2 separate regions of the Oryctolagus cuniculus genome follow, and region 2 is linked to region 1. The links are chromatin contacts, called in public Micro-C maps. All regions are on one chromosome and are shown on one strand. The core of a region is the stretch at or near the end of the contact, and the rest is flanking DNA. Distances in the headings are between cores, read along the strand shown.

Evidence for each region. A called contact is a pair of places that touch in the nucleus more often than the background predicts.
Region 2: a Micro-C map of ear pinna shows a contact between it and region 1, with 4 times the contacts expected there. The contact joins the promoter of EIPR1 here to the promoter of RPS7 in region 1. A contact is called at or near these places in 3 of 6 Hi-C or Micro-C datasets (ear pinna, psoas muscle and an unstated tissue).

Annotation. Positions count from the first base shown.
Region 1 is chr2:197,831,687-197,837,089 of mOryCun1.1, forward strand. RPS7 (ribosomal protein S7) reads right to left here and starts at 2,769. Exons shown (of 7, transcript NM_001285834.1): 1 at 2,663-2,769; 2 at 2,382-2,464; 3 at 2,185-2,256; 4 at 1,645-1,788; 5 at 869-933. The coding sequence starts at 2,456.
Region 2 is chr2:197,994,276-197,999,678 of mOryCun1.1, forward strand. EIPR1 (EARP complex and GARP complex interacting protein 1) reads left to right here and starts at 3,125. Exons shown (of 9, transcript XM_051833299.2): 1 at 3,125-5,062. The coding sequence starts at 5,021. TRAPPC12 (trafficking protein particle complex subunit 12) reads right to left here and starts at 1,218. Exons shown (of 12, transcript XM_008274555.4): 1 at 1,045-1,218.

The DNA.
Region 1 (5,403 bases), core at 1,519-4,018:
CCTCAGCTATGACTCCCCTCCTGCCTGCACTAACAGCCACAATGCTAGACTTCGAGGTCTTCAGAACACTGAGCTTGAGAAATAAACTCCTAGCACTACTATCATTAGCTGTAACGAGCCACTTCTCCAAGCCCTGGGTCAGTTCTCTCACCAATAGCTAGGGATGACCACACAGGCCACACATTTTCCCAATCTAGTCTTCAGGGGAAGTACCTGCATGCAGGACCCCAATAATCCAAGTCTGTGAAGCATACTAGTCAGAGACAGTGACAATACCAAACGGCCTAGTGGAAGAACGCAATCACGCATTTATGTCAGGTGAATTCCAAGCTAAGTTCAGAAATCACTTTATCAGCATCTTCAACTGCACTGATACTTTCACCTGCAATGTCAGTAGCAGAAACATCCACCCAACTTATTTTTACCTCCAACCTACAGTAAAAATAAGAAGCAAAAGCACATCCCAGCTCAGGTGAACTATCCAAGCACTTCAAAACTTCACGGAAAATGGAATTATTTTTCACCAGATAACTTCAAAACTCGGGCAGTTTTCCATAGCAAGCATTTTCCATGAAGTTCTTGAAGACCTCACTTCAGTGTAGAATGCGTTAGCACCTGCACAAACCAGACCTCAGCGTCCACCCTCTGCCAAGAACTGGAGTACGCCGTTCTGACAGCACTGAGCCACTGAGGACTGCCCACAAGAACACAGGCGGCTGCCCAAGTATTCCAGACACGACACACACGAGAACCAAGCAGAGCGCCCTAAAAACTCCCACATGAGCGGCCTGCGTGACAAACCACACCTGGCACAAATCATGGGTTGTTCACAGGAATGGTACCCACAGTTCTGATGCTGTTCACTCACCTCCTAGGGCGCTTTTGCTTATTTTTCGTACGGCTTTTTCGAGTTGGCTTAGGCAGAATCCTCCTCTGTAGGGTAAGAGTTATCATGCAACAGAATACAAAAAAAATAGGTAAGTTGACACAAAGCTAAAAACCGTTATATACTGCTTTAAAGCAAAGAGTAACAATTAAGTCCAAAGGTCAGGGCAGCGAAACAACCTAAACAATGTACTGACATTAATTCTTGATGCTTCAGGGTTTCAGAATCCACAGCCCATATTAAAATGCTGCTGGGAAAAACCACTTCCCAGGTTCCTAACACCCACACAGGTGCTGAGAGGGCCTCAGACCCAGGGAACGCTCCTTCATCTAGATCAGGCCTGGCCTGAGTTCCCCAGACACCAGTTGCACCAAACAGAACTTTCCTGACTATGTGCCGGTTTTTCCTACAAACTTCCTTAGCATCCCCTGCCACCCCATAGCCTACATCTGATTCAGCTGGGCAGCCTTGAGCCTCGACGAGTAATTCTATCAGACAGAGGGAAAGAAATCTCCACTCGACAGCCTCCCATTTCCTGGTCTGACCACCCATGGAAGTGATTAATCACTGTAAACAGGGAGAGACCGAGCAGCACAAAAGCACAGCACTCCATCGCCTCACACGGCCTGCAACCACGTCCTCGTCCCCCACCCAGCGCGGTTCTGAAATGCTGCGACCCAGGACTCATCTCACTACTCCACCTACCAGGCTAACATAAACACGGGATGACTTCTACAAAACATTCAAGGGCGGGTTACCTGAGCAATAAAGACAACGTGCTTCCCGCTAAACTTTTTCTCCAGCTCACGAACTAGCCGGACTTGAATCTTCTGGAAGGATTTTAGTTGAGGAACGGGAACAAAGATGATGATAGCTTTCCGGCCACCGCCAACTTCGATTTCCTAAATAAGAAAACCCACACTTAAGATCCACATCCACGGTCAGCATTCTACCACAAGAAACCCATCTTCAATCTTTCTGAACCCAACTCGATGGCTGGTTGTGCGCTGCGAGGACCTCTGCAGCTGTCCAGCCGCACTACAAACGCGAAACAAACAACTTCGCAGAGGTCCGTCTCAGGGAGCTGTAAGCGCAGCACACGTCTGAGGCAACGGACTGCGCGCCCGAGAACTGCAGGACGCGCTGCTTTCTACGGCAAACCCACTCCAGGCCACGGGGGCGGCCTTCGGGCTCCTCTCCGGCCTCCCCAGCTCCGCACCCAGGGTGCCCAGGGTGCCCAGGGCGCAGCGGCCCCACGCACGTGGCCCCGGCGACGCGCCCCGCACACCCGGACCCACCTTGGCGGCCGTGATGTTCAGCTCCCTTAGTTGAGCCTTGAGGTCCGAGTTCATCTCCAGCTCCAGGAGCGCCTGCGGAGCACAGAGGGCGGTGGGCGACCCCGACCCCGACGACCCCCGACGACCCCCGCCGCGCACACGCGGGCGCCCGCCCCTCCCGGCGCCCGCACGCCCCGGCGCCCAGCGACACCCCTCACCTGGGAGATCCCCGACTCGAACTCATCCGGCTTTTCGCCGTTGGGCTTCACGATCTTGGCGCTCGAGCTGAACATGGCTTCTCCTGGGGACAGAAACCAGGAGTCAGCGGCCCCGGCCCAGCTCCCGCCTCGACCCTGGAGGAGCCATCCGAGGGCAGCGACCGCATAATCGGCCGTATCCCCTGCCGGTGAGCAGGATCCGCTGCTCTAGGAACAACCCCAGAAGACATATCCCTCGATGCCGACAGAAACCCATGGCCCGGGACGCCACCCGCACCTACCTGGTTGAGCGCCGGCTGAGGAAGAGGCCCAGATCTCGCGAGAGCGGGGCAAGTCCCCGCGGCGGAAGGAAAGAGGCCGGAACAAGGCGACAGCGGAGCGGAAGCCGGAAGAGCCACCGAGACGCAGCGGGAAGCCTAGAGCGTCCCAGGAAGTGATCCCGAGGGACCAATATGTTGGTGACGCACTTCCGCCCTCGGAGGCTCCTGGGGCGTGTCCCGAGAGGTGCTGTCTGGGTTCCAGGCCTGAACCTGGGGCTGCAGGAGACCCCGGGCCGAGAGCGCCTTCACAGCCTGTGACGCCGGACGTTTAAACCTGGTCCCCGCAGAAGCCAGGAGAGGGGCTCGGACTCCCGGTTCCGGCCGGATGAGGCTGGGGAGAGCCCTCTGGAAACCCGGATGGCGGGGAGCCCTCGGCGGCCCTGATGGCTGTGGCGGGAGGCGGGGGACGGTTCTGGAGCTTCGGGAAGCGCCTGCGCCCTCGGGCGTCCCCGTGGGCGCGCTGCCCCCGCGGGAAGGGATTGGAGGAGGCCGGGTGGCGGCGCTAGCGATTGTAGTCCGCCGAGGCCGCGATCGGAAGCCAGAAAGATGAGTACGAGAGAGAAGCTGCCGCCATCTTGTTGCTTGAAGTCACTTGACGTGAGGGCCTGAAAAACTCTGTTAGTTATTGGCTCTTAGCGCGTGCTAGCGAGGTGCCCCGAGTAAGGAGGCGCTTGCACTCGTGGAGGGTTCGGTGTCACGAGAAAGGAGGGCAGGAGGACGCCTGAAGAAGTCAGGAGTCTGGAGCAGGGCGTCCGTCCGAGTCTCGATGAGGGAACACCAGTACCGAACGATCTGTTTGCACGACGGCCGGTGCTCTGGTGTAGAAGGCTAAGCCTTCCCCCTTCAGGGCCAGCAGTCCACATGGGCGCCAGTTCTAGTCCCGGCTGCTCCACTTCTGGTCCAGCTTCCCACCAATGCACCTAGGAAAGCAGCTGAGCAGGGCCCCTAACAGTAAACGTGGGGGCAGGCATTGTGGTGCAGCGGGTAAGCAGCCACTTGAGACCCCCGCTTTCCATGGCCAAATGCTTGGTTGGAGTCCGGCTTCCTGCCGATGTGCCTGGGAAGGCAGCAGATGACCGCCTAAGTAAGTCATTTTAAGCATTTTAAGGTTTATTATTTCAAAGAGTTACAGAGAGAGAAGGAGAGGCAGAGAGAGAGGTCTTCCATCGCTGGTTCACTCCCCAGTTAGCTGCAACAGCTGGAGCTGCCCCAGCCGGAAGCCAGGAGCTTCCGGGTCTCCCACGCTGGTGCAGGGGCCCCAGGACCTGGGCCGTCTTCCACTGCTTTTCCAGGCCATGGAAGAGCTGGATTGGAACTAGAGCAGCAGGACTTGAACTGGTGCCCGTATGGGCTGCTGGCACGGCAGGTGGCGGTTTTACCCGCTATGCCACAGTGTCAGCGCCAGGAATTTTTTTTTTAAAGTCAACTTGAAGCTTGTCCAAGAAAGGAAGACAAGCATAGCTGCATCTGTAATCTTAGCTGAGTGCCCGTTCTGAGCCCCTTGATGAATGACGTCACTTTAAAAAATAGCAGCCAGAGCTAACGTGGTATAGTTGGTAGAGCTGCAGCCTGCACTCAAGGGCATCCCATATGGGCAGCAATTTGTGTCCCCACTGCTCCCTCCCACTTCCCATTTGGCTCTCTGCTAATGGCCCAAGTGCTTGGGCCCCTCCTACCCAGGTGGGAGACCTGGAAGAAGCTCCTGGCTTCAGCCTGGTCCCGCCCCAGCTGTTGCAGCCATCTGGGGTGTGAACCAGGGGATGGAAGCTCTATGCAACTCTTTCAAATAAATAAATAAATTTAAAAAAATATTTATTTTGTTTATTTGAAAGTTACACAGAGAGATCTTCCATCCCCTTGGTTCACTCCCCAAATGACCGCAAAGGCCAGAACTCAGCTAAAAGGAGCCAGAAGCTTCTGAGTGTCCCACATGGGGGCAGGGGCCAAAGGACTTGGGCCATCTGCTGCTGCTTTCCCAGGTCATAGCAGAGAGCTGGATCGGAAGTGGAGCATCCAGGTCTTGAACCAGTGCCCATATGGGATGTGGGCGCTGCAGGCTGGGGCTTTTAACCCGCTGTACCTTAGCACCAGCTCCAATAAATAAATCTTAAAAAATTAAAATGTAGCAGTCTGAGTTCATGCAGTAAAGTTCTTCCTGGCGTCCAGTATTTGTTGACTAGGAGTGGTGAGAGAGGACAGCCTTGCTTTGTTTCTCACCTGAGAGGGAAAGCAGTCTTTCACCATTATATGTGATATTAGCTGGAAGTATTTCATAGATATTCCTTGTCAAGTTGAGGAAGTTCCTCTCTATTCCTATTTTTGAGAGGTTTTTTTTTTTTTTTTTATCATGAGTGGGTGTTCTGTCAAATGCTTTCTATTCAACATGATCATGTGAGTTTTTCCTCTTAGCTGGTTAATACTCCTACATTGGGCTCCACTGATTTTCAAATACTGTATCTCTGGAATATACCCAACTTGGTCATGAAATACAATTCTTTTTCCTATTGTTGGTTACAATTTACTAAAAGTTTACAATTTACTAAAGTGTTGGTGATATTGCATATCTATGGTCATGAAGGAGCTTGGTCTTTTTGTTTTGTTGTGTCATCTTCATCTGGTTTTGTTATCAGGTTAATACCAGAACCATGACATGCATTGGGAAGTGTTCCTTTGTCATCTCTAGCCTGGAAAATATTGTGCAG
Region 2 (5,403 bases), core at 1,875-4,374, 160 kb after region 1:
TAAGATCTTCAGTATTCACCCATGTTGCAGCATGTGTCCGAACTGCTTTCCTCTTTAAGGGATGAGTAGTAGCCCCCTGTAGCACAGACCACGTTCTCTTTATCCATTTACTTGCAGATGCAGATCTGGGTTGGTTCTACCTTTTAGCTAATGTAAATACTAGCTGCTATGAAGTTAAAAGTACAAATACCTCACGAGACCTTGCTTTTCATTCGCTAGGTATATACCCAGAAGTGGGACTTCTGAATCATGTTGTAATTTTATTTTTACTTTTCAAAACTGCTCTCACGGTGACTGAACCATTTTACATTCCTACTAACAGTGCACAAGTGTTCCAATTTCTCTACATGCTTGTCAACTGCTGCTATCTTCATTTATTTCAGTTTTTAAAATACTATTTATATACTCTGTGTGCGGGCTCCAGCTTCTTAAACACTGTTCTTTAGCTAAAGGCCCCTCTTTTCCTTGACATTTTTCCAAGACACTCCAACACATAACCATCTCTTTACCTCCCTCTCACCGAGTTTAGGACAGTGTGTGCTCAACTGTGGGAAGCTGAGACAGCCCGGCATGCCAAAAGTTCAACGGCAGGAAACAAGGCCATGTTCGTGGTGACAGCAGCAGCCCCCTCCCTGACCGGAACCACGAATGCACCTGATCCCCAACCCTGCGACGCGGCTGGGGAGGCTGCGTGGCTGCCAAGTGGGGACGCCGGGGCCGGCTGCGGCACACGCTGGGGTGACACCGGCCGTCGGAGGCCGCGGGAGGAAGCAATGACCAGCCCTTCCGAGGACGTGGAGAGCGAGCACAGGAGCGCGGACGCAGCAGGGACGGCCGGGGGTGCCCCAAGGCGGACGCGCGACTTCCTCCACCCATGGACCCGACCCCTTCTGAGGAGACCAGGCGCTGGGGCAGCGGGCTGCAGCCCCGACGGGGCACGGGTGACCCCGCACGCAGACGCCCCGCTCCCTCTGGGAAGCGGCCTGAGACCCGAGCAGATCCCCTCCCCTGCCACCCGCCCGCTGGGCTCTGCGGAGCGATCACCTGCGGGGCGGTCAGAGTCCGGGCAGAAAGGGACGGAAGCCCGGAAGCAGGGAAGGCACTCCGGGCATCGCCGCGCGGCTTGTGCGCCTGCGCGTGCCCGTGCTCCGCCAACCCACTTCCTCTCCTGCCCAGTGAGGTAGCGGGCGCCCCTTGACCTCAGCCGGAAGCGCCGTGTTTCCGGTTCCTCTGTGGTGGGCGGGGCCTGTAGTACAAGGTGCTTGTGGGAGGGGCGGCCAGGAGCGGGTGGGTGGAGAAATCACCTGCCCTGCCCTGAGGGGCACGCAGAGGCGGAAGAAGCAGGTGGAAGAGAGGCGCCGAAGCCGTTTCTACTGGCCAGCAAACGCTGCAAATACTGATTTCTAGGAATTTGTGGTTGTGATTAACCTGTTTTCTACCTTTCCCACCCTTCAAATGTAGTATTGTAAAACACTGACGGTAAACATGGTAGTATACCATACATGCATAATTCATTGTGCTTAGACACTGCATTTTTTAAAACAAATTAAAGGTTTGTGGCAACCTTAAATAAACTCTATTGGTTCTATTTTTCCATAGCATTTGCTCATTTCTGAGTTACATTTGGGTAATTCCTTACAATCTCTAAAATTCTTCCACTACTATTGTATGCTATGGTGATCTGTTACCAGTGATAGGTGATGTGACTATTGCAATTGTTTTGCGGCATCATAAACAGTACCCATATAACACTGCAAATTTAACCAGCAAATGTGTGTGTTCTGACTGGTCAACTTATTGGCTGTTTGCTTATCTCTTTCTCTGTCCTTATGTCTCCCTATTTTCTGACACAACAATGTTGAAAATAGGTCAATTAATATCCCTACATTGCCTGTATGTGTTCATGTGAAAGGAAGAGTGGCCTATCTCATTTTAAATCAAAAGCTAGAAATGCTTCTAATGAGTAAAGCATTTTGAAAGTTAAGCTGGTCCAAAATTAGGCCTTTTGGGCCAGTTTACCAAGCTGTGAATACAAAAACAAGTTCTTGAAGGAAGTCAGAAGAGCTACATTGTATACTGATGTACACATGAGCGATAAGAAATCCAAAACAGTCCTTGTTTCTGATATGGACAAAGTTTTAGTGTACAAATAGAAGATCAAACCTGCTGCAACATTCCCTTACATCAGTCTAAGCTAGAGTGAGGCCCTTACTCTCTCCACTTCTACAAAGGCCAAGAGACAAGAAGCTGCAGTAGAAAATCCTGAAGGAAGCAGAGGGTGGTTCATGACAGTGGCAGAGGCCACCTCCAAGTAGCAAGTGACTCAAGGGTTGATGTAGAAGCTGAAACAAGGTATCCAAAAGATCTGGCTAAGATAATTGATGAGGGTGGGGACACTGAAAAACTGATATTCAGTGCAGACGGAAGAGTCTTCTTTTAGATGATGCCATATAGGACTTCTAGCTACACAGGAGATCTCCACTGTCTGGCTTGGAAGAGGAGCTCATACACCTGTTTATTTAAGCTGAAGCCAACGCTCACTTACCCTTCTGAAAACCACAGGACTCCTAGGAATTGTACATCTACCCCCTTGTGGCCTATAAAATAACAAAGTTGGATGACAGCACACCTGTTTACAATATGGTTTACTGAATATTTCCATCCCACTGTTGCTCAGAATGAAAGATGTTTCTCAAAATATTCCTGCTTGTTGACAATGCCCATGGTCATCCAAGATCTCTGATGGGGATATACAAACCTGAGACTGATACTTTTTCATGTCTGTTAATATAACATTCATTCTGCAGCATATGGAACAAAAAGCAGTTTTGACTTTCAAGTCTTTGTACTTTAGAAATACATTTCCAAGGCTATAGCTTTCACAGATAGTAATTCCTCTGAGGTATCTGGGCAAAGTGAATTAAATCCTCTAGAAAGGAGTCACCACTCTAAACACCACTAACATTTGTGACTCATGGGGAGTCAAAATGTCAACATTAAGTTTGTAGGAAGTTGATTTCAGCCTTCATAGATAACTTTGGAAGATTCAAGATGTCATTGGAGGAAATTATTGTGGATACAGTGGAAATAGCAAACAGAATTAAGACATGGAATATGGAGATGTGTTTAAGTTGTGTAATGTCATAATAAAACTAATGAGTGATTCCCTCTTATGATGAGCAAGAAAATGGTTTCTTGAGAAGGAACCTGCTCCTAGTTTGGATGCTGTGAATACCGTTGAAATGACAACACAAAATTTAGAATGCCACCTAAACTTCGTTGATAAAGCAGTAACAGTGTTTGAGAAGACTGTAATTTGGGAATAAGTTCCACGGGTAAAACGCTATGAAACAGCAACATGTGACAGAAAAATATTTTGCAACAGAAATTATCCAGTGATGTGGCAGACTTCATTGTTTTGAGGATTTGCCACAATCCTGGTGAACTTAAGCATCCATCAATAATGAAGACTCTCTGCCAGCAAACACATAATGGCTTGCTGAAAGCTCATTTTATAATAAAGCATGTATTTTTTTAAAAAGATTTATTTATTTATTTGAAAGTCAGAGTTACACAGAGAAAGGAGAAGCAGAGAGAGAGAGAGAGAGGTCTTCCATCCGATGGTTCACTCCCCAATTGGTCACAACAGCCGGAACTGCGCTGTTCCGAAGCCAGGAGCCAGGAACCAGGAGCTTCTTCCAGGTCTCCCATGTGCATGCAGGGGCCCAGGGACTTGGGCCATCTTCTACCGCTTTCCCAGGCCACAGCAGAGAGATGGATCGGAAGTGGAGCAGCCAGGTCTCCAACCGGTGTCTATATGGGATGCCGGTGCTTCAGGCCAGGGCGTTAACCCGCTGAGCCACAGCGCCGGCCCCTAAGCATGTATTTTTAAAATATACAATGCTATTGCACACTGACACAGTGCAAACCTAATTTTTATATACATTAGGAAGCACAAAATATTTGTGATTCACTTCATTGTCATGACGAACCGAACCTGCAATATCACTGATACGCCCGTCATAACTGGTGCGTGACTTGCACACAGAGGTAGGAAGCTCTTGCATTCTCTAGCGCCGCATGTTAATCTCCACATGTGAGAGCAGGTAGGAATCCCAAGTCAGGGCCTCTGCTTCCTTGACTTCCAATGTAAACTCCAAGGTCTCAACATAATGCTCACGGCGTCTTAACTCTGCCGGCACGCTGCAGGATGCTGGGACACGTGAGCAACAAGTCACACAGATCAACTGAGGGGAGGGAGAAGCCGACTCGTCTCCAACACCTGAAGAAAGTGGGGTGGTCCTGGAGACCCGGGTAGAATCGGGTCAGTGAAGGGGTCAGCAATGATAGTCATTCTGGACCCGTGCACGCCACTGCAGGCCCCGGGGAGCGCACATCTCCCCCGGAGCCGTCCTCAGGCCTGAGGGCCTCTGGGCACCGAGTCTCCGAGGCAGTGAGGCCGTGGTTCTGCGGTGGTGCGGCGGCCGCTCCCCGGCTGACTGCCCCAGCACCAGCTCGGCCCGGGCCACTCCACTGGGCAGCGCCTCAGGGCAAGCCGGAAGCGCCCCAGGGGCGCCTAAGGCGTGGCCCAGCTCGAGATGCTGCGCACAGCAGCAGCCGTGACGACAGACGGCAAGTCCCAGCTTCCGCGAGCGAGCTTCCTCAGGGCGATCCTGCACCGGACACTCGAAGCGCTTTCTCGGGAAGCAGCCCGTCCAAGCCGCGCCCCCCGGTCTCCCTTCTCAGAGTAGAGGCCCGGATGGGAGCCCAAGTGAGCATGCGCAAGAGCCTGGCCCCCGCTGTCATTGGCTGGCTGAAGAGGAGCGCGTCGAATACGCACTGAGAAAACAGGAAGTAAGCCCTACGGGTGCCGGTGGGGGCCAGAAAGTGTGCCCGGTCTCAGCCCTTTGCTGCGGGGAGGAATGAATGGGAGCCCCGAGCTCCGCCGCAAGGTGGGGGCGCGCCGGCTCTAGAGGGGACTGAGCGAGGGAGCGGCCGGGTCGGGCCGCCTTCCTGCAGCATGGAGGACGACGCGCCGGTCATCTACGGACTGGAGTTCCAGGTGGGCCACTCGGAGGGCGGCTGGCACCGGCCGGCCTGGTGCTGACCGCGCGAGGTCTCTGGGCGGCGTGGGCTTGCCGCTCTCTGGCGTTTTCGTCCTGTCCACCCTGCGAGGATCGCCGCATCTCCTAGCCCTTCCCCGTTTGCCGGGCCGGTCGTGCCGGTGTGCCGGCGCCTTCAGCCGTGCTTCCGCCCTCGCGTCCCCGCCGGAGGCAGAGCTGAGCCCGGCGTCCGTGGAGGCGTTCGCCGTGGAGAGGACCTTGCGCGCGGGAGGGCGGCCGCGGCCTGTGGCGCCTCGCGGACCCAGCGGCGGGCGGGCCTCCGGTTTGCTGCTTCCCCGTT